2 separate regions of the Zea mays genome follow, and region 2 is linked to region 1. A link is a contact called in public Hi-C data. All regions are on one chromosome and are shown on one strand. Each heading gives the region's core, a stretch centred on a gene start, on an enhancer-like site or on the middle of the called end of the contact. The rest is flanking DNA. Distances are from core to core; before and after follow the strand shown. Region 1 holds the start of LOC542247 (sucrose synthase 1). Region 2 has its middle 75 kb from the start of LOC100383498.

Region 1 (4,277 bases), core at 580-3,079:
AGACTGCGGATTCTGTCGTTCAACATCATGGTCTGTAGGGAACCATAGAATTTCAGATTTTTCCAGCTAGTTCAAAGCCAATTTACAACTACCACAGCAGGAATATATGGATAAATAGTTTAAGGTGTCCTTGTGGTTAAAAATTTTAGACAGCTCAGCAACTCATTATTTATCGGGTATGCATCACAGGTCAGCCTTAATGATACAAAATTTCCACTTTGCTAACACCCTTTTGACAACTTCTAGACAATATCGATGACATTTAAGTAAAGAAACAGATAAAACAATGGCTCACCATCCCCTTGTAGTTGTGGGCGCGAAGGAAGTTGAGCAAGGGGTACATGCTCTCCTTGTCATGGAAGAGCTTTGATGACAGGTGCCTGTTGAGGAACTGCACGCCATTGCCAATGGACTTTGACAGAGAAGGACGGGGGAAGGAGGCATTGAATGGCTCAAAGTCCAGCTCAAGAACAAAGTTGTTGTTGGGGCTGCAATATATACACCAAAAGTATTATAAACTGTCATATATATGACCAAAACCTTTTTATTTTAGAAAAGTATATTAATCATGGTATATTAATCAAAGTTGTTGTTGGGGCTGCAAAAATCATACCCTTCTTCCACAAGCTGTTCCTTGAACTGCAGGTACTCAGGAACTCTCAGCTCCTCAACAGCGAGCTCACTGACGTTGACCCTCACATACTCCCAGACACCAGGCCTAGGGCGGATGGCAAGTGCAACCCATGGGGGGATGACAATCGCCTCCTGTAAGATAATAGAGCTAGAATGATTAAAGAAGGTGCACACTACAAAAGGAACAGTGCTGTCCAGCGAGATCTGAATCTGATGCAAACCTGAGCTGCCCTCAGGACATCCTCAAAAGCACCATCCTTGAGCTTCTCGCGCTCAGCCTCAGGGATCGCATTGTTGTACTCGGCAATGATCTGGTGGGGCTGCAGCATACCCTTTCCAAGGTTTTTCAGCCTGCGCAAAACGATGTGCCAAATAACATCAGACTATGCCAGATCTATAAACTCATCAAACATATACAATTTCAAGAAATAGTTTAGACGTATGATCAGCAGTCAGTAGCGTGGGAACATATGCAACATAGCGAAGAGGCACAACAGCAAATTCATTCGAAAAAATGAAAACAAAGATTCCTCTCTTTTAACTGAACTTCTCGAAACCCCTTTCATGCCTACACATCCGATCTAGTCAGATGCCTATGCGTTCATGCTGAACAGAACGTGTCAGAACTAAGCATAAACTGGTTAGCAAGCATTATCGTATTCGATAGACCCTTTAGTAACAAGCTATACATTGGGTAAGTTCAGACTCCAATCATTCTGTTCAGAAACATCGTATTGAATATAAAACTAAAGAACACACATGCAGGTGCAGCCAGATCTAACAGCAGTTTACAGTCGGTACTAAAAAAAGCATGGTGTATGTATGTATCATCAGTATCCAGTACTAGGTTTCGACAAAATCCTGGATGCTAATTAAATACTCATCTTATTAGGGAACACAGGAACATTATGTCTACAGCATTGAATGATGGCCACATCATGCTAGATCTAACAATACATAATATGATGGAACTGGTCTTAAAAAGTCGCATTCGCTCAAATAATACCCGTAGCAAAATAAATGTAAACTTGCAGACGAAGCGGGGGAAATGAGGGCAGACCTGGTGAAGACGGCGACAAGCTCATTGGGGTGGGCAGAGAGTGAGTCGCCAATGCGCTCCCTGACGCTGTGGAGGCGGCTCAGGACACGGTCACCTGCACCTTCCCCCATTGCTGTCCTCTTCCTGGATCCTCAGGCCTGCACAGCGAAACCGAAACGGAAGCGGAAGCTTCAGTCAGCAGAGAAAACTGAAACCGAAAAACGGTTCAGATCCGTTGACATAAAAGCTGCGATGACATCCTAAAACTAAAACCCCTCCAGCAAGACATAAACCCAACTGCCAACAACCAGTCTTTTAAGTCTCGACACACCCTTGACGCTGCGCCACGAAACTATATTGCAGGCAAGAAACCAACAGAACCTAACTCTGGAAGGGGGGAAAGAAACGGCAGACAGGAGCAAGACCCAAAAAAAAACGACTCAGATCCTGGTACTATAGTCCTAGTACCTAGACCAGAAAGAAGAAACAACCAATACAACAAGAGGCATACAAGAACTGAATCGATGAACTGAAACGCTTCAGAGGACCGAGGAATGGCGGAGAAGGGAGGCGCCTATTTATACAGATCTGACGAGAGAACCGAACAAAAACACATCGATGGGAACCATGGAGAAGAAAAGGGCTGGCCGCATGGCACCAATGGCCTCGGCCTCCAAAAAGCCGTTGAATCCAAAGCAGGCGAGGACGAAGCGTGACGCGGCAGGGTACTTCTCTAGAAAAGCACGGCATCAGCAAGGTGGGGGGGCTGGGGTTCCTTATTGCAGGCAATCACGAGGTGATTAGCACAAACGGAAGTAATTACACCTAGATGATGATAATAAGGCGCAGGATTAACGTAAGTTAACCATGGCCATTAGCACAAGAACCCAGGACTGTCAGCCTGTCTCCGAGTCCCGAGACAAGGAGCACATGGCGGGGCATCCGGACGGATAAAGCCAACAAGGCAACAACTTATCCGAGGAAAATCGTCACAGAAATATTTCTTGCAAAAATATTGGTTAATTAAAGAGGAAACAAAGAAGCGCCGGATCTACTAGCGTTCTGGTACCAACTCGGGAGTATGCAAAAAATATATATATATGAAACCTTAAACCCGGAGTTTGCAAGAGCCTTGGTGCTCAGTAAACCCCAGATCCAGAAGCTAACACCGTCGTTCCTGCGCGGATAAGCAGGCTCCCTCCGCTCCCCTAGGATCTCGTCAAGTGGCAGACAATAGTTCTCTGGATCTCACGGACGCTAGTCGCTAGCTATCCCCTGGTAGGCTGGTACAACAGCCGTAAAAAAACCCGTCTTTTGTTTTGTTTGTTTTGGCTATAGCTGCAAGGAAAGCAACTGCATGCAGAGGCAGCACCTCCCCCGCCTGCAGAGTGGCGGCAGGTTCAGAGAACCGGGCGAAAAAATTCGGCATGACCTCCCCTACACCATCGATCGATCATGACCAGGTCCGAGCGGAGCGTATAGTTCCTACATGCTACCGGCGGCACCGTCCGGCGCGTTCGGACACGACCAGGAGGAGGAGCATCAGTCACGGCGAGCGGCGGCGGCATTTCGCCCGGAGCAGGACAGCAGACCAGCGTCCACGCACGCACCCACGCAGGACGGCAGGAGCAGAGGAGGAGAGGGCTAGAGCACCCCCATTGCATTACCTTCCTCTGAGAGAGAGAGGAGAAGAAGGAGGGACCTCCAATCCAAAGGAGAGGAGAGAACAATCCCCTCCAAGGAAACGCAACGCAGTGAACGCAAATCAAATGGACGGGGTGAACGGAGGTGGAATGGATGGGTGAGTTGAGCGGCAGCCCCGGGCCCCGTTTTATACACGCATTGCGGGGGCAGGGGTGGGGGCCTCTTTGCTCCCACCACCTTCGTCCCTTGCCCATGTAGTATTAGATTTTTTTAAAAAAATGGTAGGTGAGGGATAAGAAAGATTAGGAATTTTTTCTTTCTTTCCTTTTGGTAGTGCATTGGGTTTGCTTTCTTCATCTGATGCTGGTTTACGGATGGATTTTTTGTTTACATGTCCAGGTATGATCGGATATGATCAGCTTGGGATGGAGTATTTTGGGTCTCTCTTTTTATTTATCTTCAAAGATTTTTTTTTGAAAGAAGGTTTCTACTCCTAAATCAGCGGAGGTTTAATGCGTGACAAGTAGCGGGAACTTTCTGCCACTAAAAACCACTCCTTTTTTGTCCTCAAGCACAAGCAGTGCTGACGCGCCCTGTACGTACGTACGTACGTACTAGAAGTAGAACAGACGAGGCTGGTATTTTTTTTTGTTTCGGTAGTAATAAATTTGGCATTCGGACGGTAATCTCGCTGTTGTAATAATAAATAAATAAATGCACACGGTCCGACGCCGCGTCACCTTCTGACCTTGGTACATGAGAAAACAGAGGGAGCGCACATCACCGCCTCCAAAATCCGCCAAAGCTGATGACCCCATGGTTTCTGACGCGCAGCAGTTTTGGTACCTGCACCCTAATGCTTGCACACAAGGAAAAAAACCACACTCGCCCCGGCGGCCTGCCTTTCCGTGCTTTGAAGAGACAGAGACACACGGCTGTCGAATTGGCGGCAGATGCACCC
Region 2 (4,277 bases), core at 574-3,073, 220 kb after region 1:
GGGGTTATGCTGCCAAAATTTTGTTCGAACTTATGACTTGTCATAAATACGTGCTTTGTCGGTCACTCTAAGGTTGTCCAATACACATTCACTAATACATGTTTAAAGAGTGATCCAAGCCTTGTGAACGTGCCTTAGTGGCATTAGAGATCCTGAGAAACCTATGAGAGTTGTTCCACTCTTGAGCGCTTGAGCAAGTCAAAGTATTTTAGTTCACTTAGTTTGTCACTCTTGGAATTTTGTTCTTAGGTGGCAAGGTGCCATCAACAAGAACTTGAGGTTGTGTGGGTTGCTATGGTGGACTTGTAAGAAGGGTTGACCTACCCACTGAAAGTTAGTGGGACAGTGGAAATAGGTCATTTTGGCGTCGGCTAAGCATACCTTTTTGAGTCACTCACTGGCTTCCATAACGGATCCGTACAACACCATTGTGTGGTCCGAGCTTCGGTCAAACAAATCCTCGTGTCTTTTATTTGGTTTTCCTAAGACCTATCAATATTGCATATATATTTGTTTTTCTGCTTGTGCTACTCATGTTTGGTGATTTGTGTTTGTAGAGAGTGTGTGAAGGTGTCCATACACTTATAATGAAAGCACACATCAAGTTATATTGACGTAGAAGAGAAGCGAGGCGCAAAGGCACACTTGGCATTGCGCTGGCCAAACTCGTCCAAACCGACATTACAACCCAACCAAGCTGGGTTTAGCATTGTGCCAAGGCCACTATGCAAAGTCAGCTTGGCCGGGTTTAGTATAGAGTGTCGTGTTTAATTTTTTTATGTACTAACTTTTTTTAAAAAAAAAGTTTGTAGTGTCTATTCACTCCAAGTATCAAAGCGGTCCTTTTACATAAACACATACATTTTTGGAGTCTATTTTGAGACTATACAGGTTAATGCAAGACTCAAATATTATATTATGGGAAAGAATTTTTAGTTTCTAGTTTTTTGGAGTCTATTTTGAAACCATGAATTTAGGTAGTTTTTTCCCTAATTTTTTGTAGTCTATTTTGAGGCTAAACAAGTTAATCCAAGACTCAAATATTATTTTATGGGAAAGAATTTTAATTTCAAAACTACAAGAGGTATAATACAAAACACAAGCGAATAGGTCATGCTTATCTTCCAGTATCTACTTGAAAAATTCTGAAGAAATTGAAAGATACATAGATCCTTTGTTTTGGATCGATAAAGAAAGTTAAGAAACACTGGATTCTGGTGGTGTGACTCATCTCCTTATTACGCTATCTGCTTTGGCATAACTTGGCTGGCCGGCCAATCACGCCATCTGGATTATGGAATGGAGCAAATAGTAGATATCTATTCCATCGTCTATTAATTCCAAACACTAAAGTGTCTACCGTATCTCTGTAGAACTGATACAATAGTGTTTTGTACACCGCTTAATACTGGTAAGCTCAATCTTATACCATATCATGGTTTCGTATCAGAATGTTTAGTTAGTCATGTCCATTCATGTGGTGTGGCCGGGTATTTTATTTATAAATAAAAGTGCTAGTTTCTAGAAATCTAGATAGAGATAGACCCTTTTAAACATTATTGTTTAAAACACGCGCGCGCACACACACAAGTCTTCTGGGTCAGACCAAAAGCAGCATGCTCCAGAGTCCAGTCCAGTTCAGACCCGGGGTAACTGAGAGAGGTTGGGCCGGCCATTTGGGTTGACGGGGTAACGGGAGCAGAAGCTACGACCTGCTTGGATTTTCCGCGGCCCAGAAAAATGAACGGAACCCGGATGGTCTTGTCGTGAAATGGGATGGACGGATATCCACCCAGCCCACGTGTGTCATGCCATGCGCGCTATCTGAGGTCCAAGCCCATGAACCTGCCTCCGCCCATGCCTCGCCATCCGCCAAGGCACCGCTCCGCGCGCTCTCCGGCCTCTGCGGCGGGCTGGTCGGCTGGTCGTGCCCGTGCGCGCGGCCAGTACCGTGGCGGACGGCCGGTATCAAAGACTAACCTTTCCTTCCGCGGGGGTGTCGGCAGTCCGGACGGCCTAGACAGACAGCAGTGGTCAGTGGACAACTGGACATCGAGTTGAGTGTGACGGCGTTGGCGGCGGTAGACTTCTCTGCGTTGGATGCCGGCCTGGGCAGCAATGAATCTCCCTCTATTTCCGGCGGCATTTGGCGGCGGTGTCCGGGTGAGATGAGATCTTCCCTAGTTTCTATTCCTCTTGCGTGACGAATGGGTATAAGGTCAGGGTTCGCACGTAAAATTCTAGAATCCCTCCTGACCTGATTTGCGGTTGCATTGGTGAGGAAGCTCCTTCGGGCCGGGTTGTTTGACAAGTTCGCACATAAAATTCCTTGCTCGATTCCAGCCCCTAGGCGACGGCCGTGCACCAGATTTGGGGAGATTTTTGCCGAACCAGGTGCTCGCATTCGTGCTTCCTTTTCTGACAGGGTGCGCATACCAAAGAATGGTGGTCTACTTGTGCCCGTCTAGGTGTCTGTTGAATTATTAGATATTTTCAGATTAAATTTCGAATATAAATTATTGTTGAATTATTATACAATTTTTAGATTAAATTCTGAATATATAAATCAGAAGAACTGGAGTATAAAGTCAAATCAGATAATGTGCATTGATCAAACATACTGGTAGATGACACGGGCCGGAAGCAGCAGGGTCGACGACGTCGAAGCAGCGGAGCCGATGATGTCGAAACAGCAGGGTTCGACGACAAGATCGCGAGTAGGGATGGCAACGGATAAACTATCCACGGATAGTATCTCTGGACATCCATATCCGTGACTTATATCTGGTATCCGAACCCGTACCCGTTATCCGCTATGGATAAAAAACAGTATCGGATATCCGCGGATATATCCGTTTGCCCACTACACATGCAACATATTTAAATCCAGCAAATTCTAGGCAACAGTCACGGATATATCCGTTTGCCCACTACACATACAACATATTTAAATCCTAACAATAATTATACGTATGTATTGTATCTGTACTCTAGGTGACAGTCGCGGTAGGAGTGGGAGAGGAGAGATGGGAGGGTCTGGAGTGAGAGCGACCAAGCGAGGGCTTCGCTGGAAGCCTGGAACCTAGGCTTGTGGCCTTGTGGGTTGTGGCTCGTGGGCCTGTGGGACAGGAGTACGAGATATTTTAACGGATATTCGGGTATTTGGGTATGGATACTGATTTTTCGTACCCGTTTTAAAAATATCCACGGATATCAAGTGCTACCCGTATCCGTATCCATGGGTACAGACTCGTACCCAAAACCGTGCCCAACGGGTTTTTTATCCGCGGGTATGTGGATAAATCACATCCATTGCCATCCCTAATCGCGAGCAGTCACGTGAGGACGCTTTCCAAAAACCTTATTCGCCCTCTCCCGGTGCAGGATGTCGAAAAGGCGAAGGGTTCCGGAGACCTGCTCTCCCGAGCGCAGATGCACGTCGGCGGTCGGGATGAAGAGAACTACTGAAAGGGAAATGTGCCCTTGGGCCATTTCTAAAGTGTTTTGGTGATTAAGTGCCCAACACATATTCTCTAAGTGTTAAACCGTGCCAAAGATTTAAGAAGTGCAAATTATGCAACAAGGTAAGTTTCTAGACTTAGTACATTGATTTGGGTACTAATGTATTGTGTCTAAGTGCTAGAAACAGTAGAAAAGCGATTGGAAATGAGTTGGCTGTCCTGCTCGGTCTGGGTGCGCCGGACTGTCCTGTGGTGCACCGGACAGTGTCCGGTGGTGTACCGGATATTGTCCGGTGTGCCAGACCAGTCTCGGTGAATAGGCTACTCTCGAGACTCGACGGCGGCGTACGACTATAAATCACCGGACTGTCCGGTGGTGCACCGGACTGTCCGGTGAGTCGTCCGCGGCGAAGTCGTCGCTCTCGGGAAACGTTCAACGGCGTACGGTTAAAATTCACCGGACTATCCGGTGGTGCACCGGACTGTCCGGTGATCCAACGGTCGACTGCGCCAACGGTCGACCGCGCAATCCGCGCGCGACGCGTGGGCGCGCCAACGGTCGGCAGGGGGCACCGGACTGTCCGGTGTGCACCGGACAGTGTCCGGTGCGCCAACTGCCACGAATCTACAACGGTCGGATGCGCCAGAAAAGGAAGGAGATCGCGCACCGGACAGCTACAGGGACTGTCCGGTGGCGCACCGGACTGTCCGGTGCGCCACCTGACAGAAGGCAAGATTTGCCTTCCAAGAATGCCTCCAACGGCTCCTAGCTGCCTTGGGGCTATAAAAGGGTCCCCTAGGCGCATGGAGGAGTAA

The links. A called contact is a pair of places that touch in the nucleus more often than the background predicts.
Region 2: a contact with region 1 is called in a Hi-C map of leaf, with 6 times the contacts expected there. The contact joins the enhancer-like site here to the promoter of LOC542247 in region 1. A contact is called at or near these places in 5 of 25 Hi-C or Micro-C datasets (ear, leaf and tassel) and 1 of 3 datasets of contacts at active chromatin or transcription factors (leaf).

The regions. Positions count from the first base shown.
Region 1 is chr9:127,811,853-127,816,129 of Zm-B73-REFERENCE-NAM-5.0, forward strand. LOC542247 (sucrose synthase 1) reads right to left here and starts at 1,830. Exons shown (of 14, transcript NM_001111853.1): 1 at 1,694-1,830; 2 at 855-984; 3 at 614-765; 4 at 296-488; 5 at 1-32. The coding sequence starts at 1,803.
Region 2 is chr9:128,031,693-128,035,969 of Zm-B73-REFERENCE-NAM-5.0, forward strand. No RefSeq gene overlaps it. Among protein-coding and RNA genes, the nearest start is that of LOC100383498, 75 kb to the right of the region's middle. Within about 2 kb of position 1,824, at least 20 of the 20 cell types and tissues checked have an H3K27ac peak or open chromatin away from gene starts, as enhancers often do. A contact at or near this core is called in ear, leaf and tassel, where this site is marked.